Regions from separate parts of the Mus musculus genome. Here regions 1 and 2 are each linked to region 3. Evidence: chromatin contacts called from public Hi-C and HiChIP or PLAC-seq data. All regions are on one chromosome and are shown on one strand. The core of a region is the stretch at or near the end of the contact, and the rest is flanking DNA. Distances in the headings are between cores, read along the strand shown. Region 1 overlaps Fmn1 (formin 1). Region 2 overlaps Fmn1 (formin 1). Region 3 overlaps Gm46756 (a long non-coding RNA gene).

The links. HiChIP or PLAC-seq counts read pairs in DNA pulled down with a chosen protein or histone mark. A called contact is a pair of places that touch in the nucleus more often than the background predicts.
Region 1: a contact with region 3 is called in a Hi-C map of adipose-derived mesenchymal stem cells, with 1.9 times the contacts expected there. The contact joins two enhancer-like sites. A contact is called at or near these places in 1 of 39 promoter capture datasets (embryonic stem cells) and 2 of 484 Hi-C or Micro-C datasets (adipose-derived mesenchymal stem cells and nephron progenitors).
Region 2: a contact with region 3 is called in a CTCF HiChIP or PLAC-seq map of the NIH/3T3 cell line, with 6 read pairs. The contact joins two enhancer-like sites. A contact is called at or near these places in 2 of 39 promoter capture datasets (the 3T3-L1 cell line and cranial neural crest), 1 of 15 datasets of contacts at CTCF or cohesin (the NIH/3T3 cell line) and 2 of 9 other capture datasets (adipose tissue and liver).

The regions. Positions count from the first base shown.
Region 1 is chr2:113,373,926-113,377,973 of GRCm38.p6, forward strand. All of the region lies in intron 2 of Fmn1 (formin 1), which reads left to right. Among named protein-coding and RNA genes, the nearest start is that of Gm13963, 16 kb to the right of the region's middle. Within about 2 kb of position 2,461, at least 30 of the 459 cell types and tissues checked have an H3K27ac peak or open chromatin away from gene starts, as enhancers often do. A contact at or near this core is called in adipose-derived mesenchymal stem cells, where this site is marked.
Region 2 is chr2:113,419,008-113,422,752 of GRCm38.p6, forward strand. The region is part of intron 2 of Fmn1 (formin 1); the gene reads left to right. Among named protein-coding and RNA genes, the nearest start is that of Gm13963, 29 kb to the left of the region's middle. Within about 2 kb of position 1,919, at least 74 of the 459 cell types and tissues checked have an H3K27ac peak or open chromatin away from gene starts, as enhancers often do. A contact at or near this core is called in the NIH/3T3 cell line, where this site is marked.
Region 3 is chr2:113,762,756-113,766,825 of GRCm38.p6, forward strand. It overlaps Gm46756 (a long non-coding RNA gene), which reads left to right. Exons shown (of 2, transcript XR_003954050.1): 1 at 1-60; 2 at 560-3,271. Among named protein-coding and RNA genes, the nearest start is that of Gm46756, 3.6 kb to the left of the region's middle. Within about 2 kb of position 2,421, at least 22 of the 459 cell types and tissues checked have an H3K27ac peak or open chromatin away from gene starts, as enhancers often do. A contact at or near this core is called in the NIH/3T3 cell line and adipose-derived mesenchymal stem cells, where this site is marked.

The DNA of each region.
Region 1 (4,048 bases), core at 1,211-3,710, 390 kb before region 3:
ACGGGTTTGTGGGGTCTTTGTAGGACAATTTAGGTAATAGAAAAGTTCACAGAAAAATGGGAAGATGATCATGAGAGAAGTTTGGGTTGAGCATCTGGGCAGGCCATCCCTGCCCCTGGGAAAAATACCTCTGTCTCAGTGCAGAAGGGAGCTTGGGATGGAGGGAAGTCTGTTGCTGGCTGTCAGAGCCCAACAACTAGCAGTGTGGAGACTCAAGACAAGCAGAACCCTCCCTGCTGAGAACTAAGCAGAGGCTGCATGGAAGAACCATATGGCTGAATGGAACAGCAGGGCTCCCAAATAGTGGATCCAGGCATCAGTGAGAGGAGGGGCTGTGGAACAGATCTGCCTTCACGCTAGCAAGGGAACCTGGGCTTAAAGCATTGCAATTCCCATGTCTGTAAGTCTTGTATTAATTATATTCCTAAGATACTAAGTTGGATCATCCAAGTGTTAGGTGTTTCTTCCTAAGTCATGATACCTTTTGTTTGCTAAGAACTTAAGTTAATGTTCTGCATCTGAGTTTTCTGTGTAGAGAAAGAGCTGCCAAGTCACCCAGTGAGTTACCAAAGCCATCGACTTTCAGATTTCCCAGAGGAGTCGTGGAAAGTAAACAACATGTGAAGCCCGAGGCCCTTCCATTCTCCCTAGAATTCAGAGCTGTCTGGGCATGTCTGTGTAATTAGAAGGTTAGGCCCATCCAGAGTCTATTCTTTGAATCTGCAGAGGAATATCACAAGGGACAGCACACATGAAAAATTAGAGGACGTGAGGCACGTTGAAAGGTACCATCTTCAATATGAAAGATAACTCTGAAAACAAAATGATGCAAGTCCACCAGATCTTCTAGGCTCCTAGGAAGCTCGTGTCTGCTTCCTGGAAAGAAAACAGCAAAAGACAGGGTTGTTAGTTGAAAATAATGTTACTAAAATTTCTTCGAGACGTTGAAGATGCAATCTCTATAGCAGAATATACTAATATGAGTTCAGGGTCTCTACCCAGGGTGCCCTTGAAGCAGCAGGACAGGTATAACATGGTGGAGTGAGCTAGATTTTATATTTTCCTAAGAAGTGGGAGATGTAGGCAACTGTGCCTTGGGCAATCCATCTGGCATCTTCTATTGGAGCAGAACAAAGTACCAATTTTGTCAGCATCAAAAGGCACCTTTAAGCAGCCAGAATGCAAGAGAACAGTACCCAAGAGGTTGAGTCCATATGATTCCTAGGAGGATCCAGGACGAAATTGGTGCAGTGTAGGGGATGCCCAACTCTGAAGATGGGTAAAGGCAGCTTAGTTTGCACCCCAATATCCCACTGACTGCATTTGTTAGATGGCATAATATCTAATTCAGAATGTTCTTTTGTGAACTGATAGCATAATGTCATTGAAAATACTTCATGTATCACTAGGAAATGTCAGCTTCATTATAACCACAGGTTACTGTCAGCCTATGGGGAATGTGGTGGGACTTTAACAGTCGTTATTTGTTGCTGTTCTCCAGTGATAAAATGGTGCTGCAACTATATCTTAGAGCCAGTATGTGATTTCTCTGTGATTTCTTTGCTCTTGGTTAAATCTGATACATTTGTTTCTAGTTCTCTATTATGTTAATTTGTGTTGTATTGTATTTTGGAACAGGGTCTCACTTTGTATCCCAGTAAATGCATGGCAATCCTCCTGCCTCAGATTCCTGAGTCTTTAAGGTATAGAGTAATCCATGCTTGGCTTGCTTCTGGCTTTTGTTGTTTGTTTGTTTGTCTGTTTTGTTTTTGATTTGGTTGTGTTTTTAGGTAATGGCTTACATAATGATTTTGTCTCTTTTGCATAGGTTAGTACTGGATTTTTCTAAAGATCTATAAATATCATAAGGAAAGGAGCCATTTATATATAATGCCTCTGATGTACTTGCAAAAGCCTTGGTTTAAAATGGTTCACAGTAGCTTTTCAAATTAATTCTGGTGTAAATTTTTAATTAAATCACAAAGGAACTAAAATTGAATGTTTGATTGCTAATGTCACTGAAATATAAAATCATAAATTAAGTTATGAGATAATAAAAGACAAGAGAAACTAAAGTTCTCTTTTGTCCTACTAATTATTCGTGGAGCATAAATTTGTCTCTAGAAAGCATTCTTAATTTTTACAGGTATTACCCATTGAGTTCCTCCAGATTCCTGTCTTATTTTGTCAAGTTGAAAGCTTTTAGACCTCACTTGCTTGTATCATTACACAATAACATACATCTTATTTTAAAAGTCCCCATCAGACTCTTTGGTTTTATGACTTGCATTTCATTAATAGTGGGTCAACTTGTGCTAATCTTTTAAAATATACTTGCTGGGTTAATCAAAAGCAACCTTCCAACTTACAATGACCAAGCAGTTGACTATATCTATCACCACAAATGTGTGCCCTCCCATAACTTCTGCGATGATGCAAAAGTGAAAGAATTTTGAAAATGTGATTGAGTGACTAATTTGTCTAGACAGTGATAGGAGGGATGACACGCTGACCTTCAGAGCATTCAGTCAGAACTGCTGAAAATTCCTTTAGCTGACTCCCACGAATGGAGTAGGATTGGTTTTTCTCTGCCCTGTTCTCGGTATCTCATTACTGCTGAGAACTTGTACAGCTAGTATTAGAACACAGTGGAATTGAAGCTAATGTTACTCTTTTTTAAAAATGTTATCATCAAAGTTAACACTAATATTACATATATGTAGAATTAATTTGAATACATGGAATGTTCTATGTACTCAATAGGCATTTCATTGAAGAGTGAATTGTTAGAAGGGTGGATGGATGGATAGATAACATAGCATCTTGTCTGCAAACTGACAGTGGGAACAATGTTTTCCCACTCTCCCTATGTTAAACAGAATGAAACTGCTCCATGCCATGTTATGTGATTAGCACTGGTATTAGACACTGTTACAGTACATCCATTCTTACAAGTTATCCCTGCAAGAGTTTAAGAACTCTAAGGCCCACAGACCGTGAAAATGAAATTAAATGAAAAAGGTTTATATACGTGCATGGCAGACAATTTTATCAGAGATCTTATATTTTATAATGAAACTTAACTTTACTGTCAAAGCCAGGGGTAGCCAAGTGACCAAACTTGACATAGAAACCAAAGGTATTTAACGTTTCATGTTTCCCACTGGTCACAGATTAACCATGTTGCATTATGCATTATGCATGATCAAAGGCTGGCACATTTGCACTTTGCCTTGCACAAGCTATGCTTTATGACCCATCATACATGAACTACAAGGCTGGGCAGGTGACTGTTGGTGCTCTTGGCTGCGATCCAGGGTTGTCTGCAATGCTCACCTGCTGAGTGTCTAATGCCCACCACTGGCATTCACCTTCCGTGTGAAAGCATTCTTCTAGGAAACTTACTAACATGCAGCCATAAACCGAGGCCACTTGACCTGTTTATGTTTCCTAAAGTTTCTGGTAAAACGTCAAACGTCACACTGATCTGCCTATAAAGCTCCTGTTATCACCCAATGAGGCAAGATTTTGATAGGATCCTAAGAGTGGATGCTGAAGAGAAGGCAAGAAAAGAACAGATGGATCTGGACAATGGCCTGAACGTTTGAGATGTCAAGCAATGGGGAAGTGTAGGAGCCCCAAGTATCTTCGTTCCATCTGCAGAATTCCTTTAGTTTTGCTACATGGTATAGCTTAATCACAGAGGATATGCTGAGCCTGTCTTAGTTTCTGCCCTGATTGAAGAAAAGAATAATTATTCTGGACATGTACATAAAAAGGCAGGAATCTTGAGACCTTAAATCCCTTCAGTAGAGTGAGCTTCCATAGTCTAGTACTTACTGTTTCCTCTCTGGTCTTGTCTTCTGTTTCTTCTACCAAAAGCTTGTTCTCACAACTTCCCCTGAAGTAACTGTAAGAGGTTGCCTCCATTTCTGGTTGCCTCCATACTAATCACAGATAGGGACAGGATGCTAGAAATGAACACTTTGGGTTAAATTCCAGATATGCATCCTGCTAGAAGATTGGTAATTTATTGCACTTCCTTTCT
Region 2 (3,745 bases), core at 669-3,168, 340 kb before region 3:
CCTCAATGGCCCTCTTATCAGGTCAACTTCCTAGAGCCATATGAGGATGCAGCAGTTGTTGCTAACCCTTCCATTTATGATCTCCTATAGCCGTGTAGGAAAAGATATATCGGCATGTATGGGTTACATGCTTGATCACTTTCCACCTTATTGTTTGAGATAGAATAGATAGATACTGAAACTGGAGTTCATCTATTAGGCCAGGCTACAGTGAGCTGCAGGGATCTGACTGCATCTGCCCCACCCGTCCAGCACTGCAGCCACAGATGCACACTGTGCTGCATCCAACTCTTTAAGTGGGTACTAGGGGTTGGAACTTGGGTCCTCATACTTATATGGCAGGCCTTTTACACACTGAGCTACCTCCCCAACTTCCTCATTGATTTTTCTTTTAAGGGTACAAATATTAAGACTCAAATTTACACTGTTTTAAAAATAGACACGATCTAACAATTTTCTTTCTTTCTTTTTTTTTTTTTTTTTTGCAAAGAAAATAGTGTCAAGTCTCTTCAGCAAAGTAACACCTTTAGTAATTTACATGAAATTATCCAATCGTTCCTTTACTGTTTTATCCTTTTCAGTAATGCATGCTGTTCTAGATTCTGTGGCAAATTACAGAACTATTTTAGGATTAAATTAGCTGGAAGGCATTGCTGCAGGAATAGACTTTTGTTGCCTGTTGCCCTAGCAATGTGTTCTCATTTCCTTTGCCAGTTGGTTTCTCCGTGGCTTGAGCAAAGCTGAGTCCCTTGAAAAGTCATTCACCCACCCCACCCCATCCCTGGGTGTGAGCAAGCCCGTGGCTTTCCCCAGGAATCGGGTATATTCCTGCCCTTCATCTGTACATTTTCATTTCAAATAAGGGAAGAGAGCATTAATTATTTGGAACTTGTGTTTATCAGCAGACTCACCACTGGCCTATATAATTCTCCTTTGGTTGTGTAACATGTGAGCCCACAATAAAAGCCCGACTCCTGATAGATACATTTGTCTCTACAACACCCATCAGCCCAACCCTTTTCGTTACACTGAAGCATTGCTGACAATCTTGTACTGATTTATGATTTCTCATCAACCTCAGGCTGTAAGATCCCTATTTTCCTATTTACTGTAATTTTTCCCAGTGAATGTTTATCATGAATTTGAATACATTGATAAGTCCTTTTTGGCCAAGAAAGAGAATTCAATTCTGTTCTTAGTATAGTTTTAACTCACTTTATGGATCAGTTGCCTTCATAAAGATTTTGGCTTATGGAATCAATTTTCTTTTAGTACATTGATTTTTTTCTGCTGACATGCAATTTAAATCGGAGCTGTGTTTTCTGGTGCAATAATGGCCTAAAGACATAGCAAAATCACACTGATGATTGCAACAGTCCCCTTGAGGGGACTCAAATATTGGTGTGATGCTAAAAGCAAGCTAATTAATTAAACATGATTAGGACTAGCTTCATGTTTGAGCAAATGGATCCAAGGTGTAATGAAAAGAATCTGTGGTACTTTAGCTGAACAAAACATGTTGACAAGACCCTGAGTTCTCCAATGTCCTCCTACATGAAACTCCTCTTTTGCTTCAATGGTTTGTTGTCCATGTTTGGTTGGTTTGGTTTGGTTTTCTGGATCATATTATACATTGAAGGAGAGAATCAGAAACAACAAAAATACCTAAAAGCAAGTAAAATGAATTTGAGAATATGCCTACTGAACCATTCCTTTGACCATGAGTGTGAACTCCTTATACCTATGTGTTCTGGGAAAGAAAGCATCATATTATTTCCCTTGTTTCTTGAAGACATACACTAAGCCATAAAGGACCCGAAGAGATTTGTGCCAGCGTCAAAGATTGGAATGGTGCAGAGATGGTGATTCATTCTTAGCACTTCGCCACTGGAATTCCTTTAGGGTTAGTCAGGACTCTAGGTAACTTGGGGAGAACAGCTAGCCTTTTGTAAGCTCAGTTACACAAGGATGCCAATTGTAGCTGTTATTCAGATGTGATATTGCTGCCAAATATGTCTGAGGAGGTCTCTGGTCTTGTGCCTTTATTGATTTATTTATTGTGCTTCTCTTTTGTACCAATTGAATCGTCTTCACCTGAGAAAGAAAGTAGTATACTTAACTACATCCCTCCCTTATTTGGGGCTATGTCAATTTCCCGTTCTCTGTCAGAACAGAAGGTGAGAAGGGGTTGATCACTTTGATAGCTCACTGGAGAATGGATGGACCAATCACAGTATCGCTATTATTCTAAATGAGTACCGTGGGTAGCAGACAGCAAGGGCCTATGTGCATTAGTAAATATGAACATGTTAGAAGGCAGGAAATAGATATCATTGCCAGCGCCAATATTTGTCAGAGTTCCTGATGGAAAGTTAAAGAGTAGAGTTAGTAAGTCCAAACTTGAAGGTAGTTTTTAGAGGCTATGTATGAACTGAATGACCTAGTTAAGAAAACAAGTCCAGGTTTATGGGTTTCCAGGAACTAACATGAGTGGGTGGCCCTTAGGAACACTCCTAGGCTTGAAAGGGAAACAAATTTCCATTGTTAGAAAGCTGACAAGAACTGCAGAATAGAAAAGCAGCAATCAGTAGGAGGTATGACTGTGGAAAACAGCAGCCTCAGAGATCTTGTGGGTGCAGTAAGTGTGGAATTACTCAGCCTGTTTCTCCTTTTATTCTCTAGCCTCTTGCTTGTGGTGTTAGAAGTTCTCAGCTAACTGGCAGCCACTGGAACCACAAGCTAACTTGGACAGATAATGTCTGTAAAGATTCTGGCTTGGGACTTCATTGTAGAGTAAGCTGGAAGGCCTGTCTTCCTAGGAACCGCTAATACATTCAGAGCTCTTTCTCTGGAGCTGGTTTTGTTTCTTCAAGATCAGTGTCCAACATATGCCTAACCATAGAGACTGAAAGGTTCCTGGGAGCAAAGCAGGGGAATTCAATAGCAGTGTTCAGAAAGCATATGATCTTTTCTAGGTTAACGATGTGTTCACCGTGTGCAACATTCCCCTAGCCAAAAGAACATTTAGGAGAATTAGGGAGTACCATTCAGTATTGAGCAGGTCTATATATTTCCTATGAATTCCACTTTAATTGTGACCCCAATTTCCTCTACTTTTTCTTGTGATTTTAACACTTGAGGTTAAGTATGTTCTTTAATTTTCAAATAGTTGGTTATACATTCTACATATGTCTGGAAAGAGTACATATTTTCCAATTATTGGGTGGGATATCTTATAACTATTAGATAAAATCTGGTAAGTCTTTGTATCCATTGATTTTGCAGTCTTATTTTTGAGATAGGGTCTCGCTACGTAGCCCAGGCTGTCCTGAACTTACTTAACCTTGAACTCATGGTAATCTTCCTGCTTCAGCTTCCTGAGTGGTGGAGTTCCAGGCACAAGCCACCATTCCTGACTTCACTGATTTTCTGTCAGTCTTTTATGGCAATTAATAAGAGAGTAATATGGAAGTCTCTCCATATAATTTTGAATTTGTATATTTCTCCATCCATTTCTGGTAGTTTTGTTTCACGTACCGGTACCTTTTATTAGGTATCAGTAGTACAAATTTAGGATTGTTATAACTTTGCAATAAAGTGAGTCGCCTTATGTCATTCTTTCCCATTCCTTTTGACTGCCAGCACTCACCATCTTCTCCCTTCTTAGTTCTGATTGGAAGCTTGTGCTAGTGTCCAGCTTCCCCTACCTGATTCAATAGTAGTCCTTTTATCAGTGGTTTTCAGC
Region 3 (4,070 bases), core at 1,171-3,670:
CAGGAGTGGACACATCTGGCCAGGCTAGTGATGACTGGAGCTTAAAGGGCCAACCTTCAGGTAAGATTGGCAATGGCCTTTCCTGCAGGCGCTTCCATAGCACCTTCTGGCATGATATAAGTTAGCCAGCATAGAGGAAGCTACAAGATGGGGAAAGTTTGATGACTGCATGTCCTTTGACAAAAGTATGTGGCATCTTAAGGGGTTTTGCCATTGAGTCCTCGTAGTCAGCCAAGAGCAATAGCATTGACCTGTATTGTTTCAAGACCTCTGGGACCAACCTGACCAACAACTCATAAAGAAATAATCCACATTTGGCATGTGGATTTTTAATAACCCAAGGTTTCTGGGAGGTGAATTATCTTCATATCTAAGGCACCTCCAGTCAACCCTCTTTGTAAAATAATATTTTATTTATTCTTTAAATAATTCTTTTCTTCTTCTTCTTCTTCTTCCTCTTCTTCCTCTTCTTCTTCTTCTTCTTCTTCTTCCTCTTCCTCTTCCTCCTCCTCCTCCTCCTCCTCCTCTTCCTCCTCCTCTTCCTTTCTTCCTATCTTAGACAGGGTCTCAGTATGTGGCCCCCTGCTGTCCTGGATCTCTGTAGACCAGACTAGTCTCAAACTCATAGAGATCAGCCTGCTACTACCTCCCCTGTGCTGAGATTAATTGTGTGTACCATACCACTACCCCCCATTTATACAATGCATTTTGATTATATCCATCCAACATTATCTCTTTCCAGTTGTCTTTAATGCCTTACCTCCCTCCTAACTTCAAGTCCTCTATGTGTTGGAGGGGCAAACTCCTTTTAAAAATTATATGTAATGTGTATTTTAAAAACTATTTAATGGTTGTTTGTTTGTTTTGTATATGTATATTCCACACAGATGTGGCTGCCCACAGAGGTCAGAAGAATGCATTGGAACCCCATGGAGCTAAAGTTACAGATGATTGTAAGTGACTTGATGTGGGTACTGTTACCCAGATTCAAGTCCTCAGGGACAGTAGCAAGCACTCTTAGCCTTTGGGCCACATTCTTTTATTTTATTTTTTTGAAGAGCTTATAAATTATGTTTCTCTAGTTAGCCTTCCCCATACCGTACTCACTTCTGCCCTCCACGCACCATCCCCCACACTTGCGTTGTCTTTCTCTCAGTCCCCCCACCCCCACCCCTGTCTCCCTTCATGCCACCTCTATTCTGCTGCCTAACCTCCCTTGAGACTTTTCTCTTCCACCCTCGAGTGGCTGTTTTCTAGCTTTCTGGCTTCTGCAGCTATTCCAAATTAAACACAGACTCTGGATTTTGAAGCTAGGATCCACACCTGAGAGGATGTGTGGCAATGGTCTTTCTGGTTCTAGGTAAGCACATGTCTATGTTTTAAATTAGGAAATTACAAATAAGTTCAGTGTTTTGGTGTTTGCATAATAGAGAGAGCTTAAGAATAAAGGTGGGGGAATAAGTCTCAGGCCTGATTTCCCTTTTACAGATAAACCTGAACTTGGCATTTGGCAAGCAAAGGTCAAAGTTTAAACATTGTAAATTTTATGTATTCATTACGATTGTGTGTGAGAGAATGCTGTGTGTGTGTGTGCCTTGGGCATGCGCACCACAGTGCACTGTGGAGATCAGAGGACAGACTTGTGGAGTTGAGTCTCTCCTTCCATCTCTAGGTGAGTTCTGGGACTCGAACTCATGTTGACAGGCCTGTGCAGCAAGCACATTTACCTAGAGAACCATCTTGTTGGTCCCTAAATTGAAGTCTTCTCTGCTCCTTTGCTTCCTGGATTAGAAAGTTGGGTCATCCGGAATCTGATTCCTCATTCCTTTTTAAAAGAAAAACAATGAAAAAAGTAAACTATTTTCTTGTCACTGCCTATGTCAGAGCAATACACGTGTGCTTTATATAAACTAACCACTTGTCTATCCATGTCTGCAGAGAGCCTCATGGACATCAAGCACGTGATGTCTACAGAGGGCACACTCTCCAGAGAAACACAGTATCATTGAAAGAATCAGACAAGGAAGAAAACAATTATCAGAGAAATCTCATCTAAAATGCAAAAGAAACCTTGGAGATGAGCATCCAGCCTGTTTACCCTAACACTGAAAGAACTCCTGAATGGGGAAAACATTTCCAACAGGGCAAGGTAATCTTGACTGTAATGTTTGTTTCTGTACCCCATGTTGCTTGTCTATTTAACAAGAGAAACAAAATAAAATGGACAAGCTTTGAAGTGGGCAGCATGTGGGGGCTCTGTGTCCCCAGACACTGGCTTCAGATGATCTCCCATGTGTCTGCCAGGTGCAGTAAGATTCCTGGTGACTCTGATCATCACATCACCCTGAGCAGCAAGGGGACTGCAGGATCTCAGGCACCCGAGTGGAGGCCACATTCCTTCGTTTCCTTCATATTAGAGGGAAGTGGTTGGACCACACAATGATCCTAGAGAATGAATCACATTTGATTCACTGTCATGAAGGCATGTTGTAATAGACCGAAACCTTGCTCAAAATCAATCGCAACGATTCATACAGCAGCCACATTGCCAACCAGAGCAATCCACTGTTTTTAGACAGTGAAGAGTGGATTTTCCTTCAAGATATGCTGATTTTTTTTTCTTACTACTCTAGAAAACCTAGCCTGGGCCTCTGTTAGGTTTCCAGTCTTCTTAGAAAGAAAGGAAGAAGGAAGAAGGAAGAAGGAAGAAGGAAGAAGGAAGGGAGGGAGGGAGGGAGAGGGGAAAGGAGATAAATATAAGGACAGGAGTTAAAAAGAAGAATGGGGAAGAGAGGGATGCTCGAGTGCTTCTAAATAAGGATTTGTGTTTATTTCAAAGACAGACAGCTCCTCTACATGGTACAGAAGTTTTAGCTTTTTAATGGCAGTTATTGACAAGTCAATTCCATGGCACCAATCCAAGGAAAAGAACCTTGTCACTATGAAGAAAGCTTTCAAAGCAAGAATTGCATTTCCAGTCTAGGTATTTAATATGGATATTAAGTTGCCTAGATATAGCAAGGAATTTGAGGATGGACCTCAAACAAAATAGTCATTCATTTTTACCCTGTGTTCAGTGTTTCCCTTGTTGTCTCAGGCTCCCTCTGCTCTTGAACAAACCAGCCCTAAGTGCACAGAGAAGTACATCTACCCTCATCTTTGAGTGCCTGTATGTCTAGCACAGGCTGAGCTGAATCAGAGCTAAAGTGCTGTGAGTCTCGTCAGCTGTCCTCTGGCTTGTTTTATCCCATCCCCATGGGAACCATACTGGTGTTCACCCAAACCTTGGTTGCCAGTGGCAGTTCACATATTTGACTTCAAAGTGTCCCCAGTCCAGGTCAGGATCACTGCACATCTGGATGGCTGCCAAGGTTTCTCTGCTGTCCTGCTCATGTCCACCATGCTGCCTCATTAACCCTTGAGCAAACACCTAGGACCAGCACTGAACTCTACACTTCTTCTGCCCTAAGCCCTTGCTAGCTCTTACCAGGTTTTCATATCACCCAGCTTGATCATTTGTCTAATTTTCATGCATTTCCTTCCTGTGAGATATGTGTAAGAATGGACAAGAACCATTTCTTATTCACTGCCTCCCTGGAAGACAGAAACATTCATTGCCATCAAAAGTACAGAGTTGTTCTCGATCTCCTTTGGGTGACAATCACACAACCACAAAGAAGCTCCCACTGTTCTCAGCCTGCTCTGGTTTTTACATTTTAGAGGAAACTCACTGGATAGCTAAGCATTGTGGTTCTGGATCACAGCCCTCTAGGAGAGCTTCCATTGTTATGATTGCTATGGGATCAGAGAACACACCCCTGTGCTCCTTGGCTCCCCATTCACCAGGAGCAATGGGACACGGTGTATGACCCATCACTATAAAACAGTTGGAAAGAGCATAGTGCTCTACGCTTTGGCATCTTCTCTCTCTGCCAATGGTTAGGTCTTTTCATCCATGGAATACCCTATTGTTTTTTAAAGAAAATATAGAACAGAGGAAATGGAGCTGGCTGGTCCAGCTAGAGTAGTGGACTGAACTGACCTGACACCCACTGGGAGTCTGAAGAGTC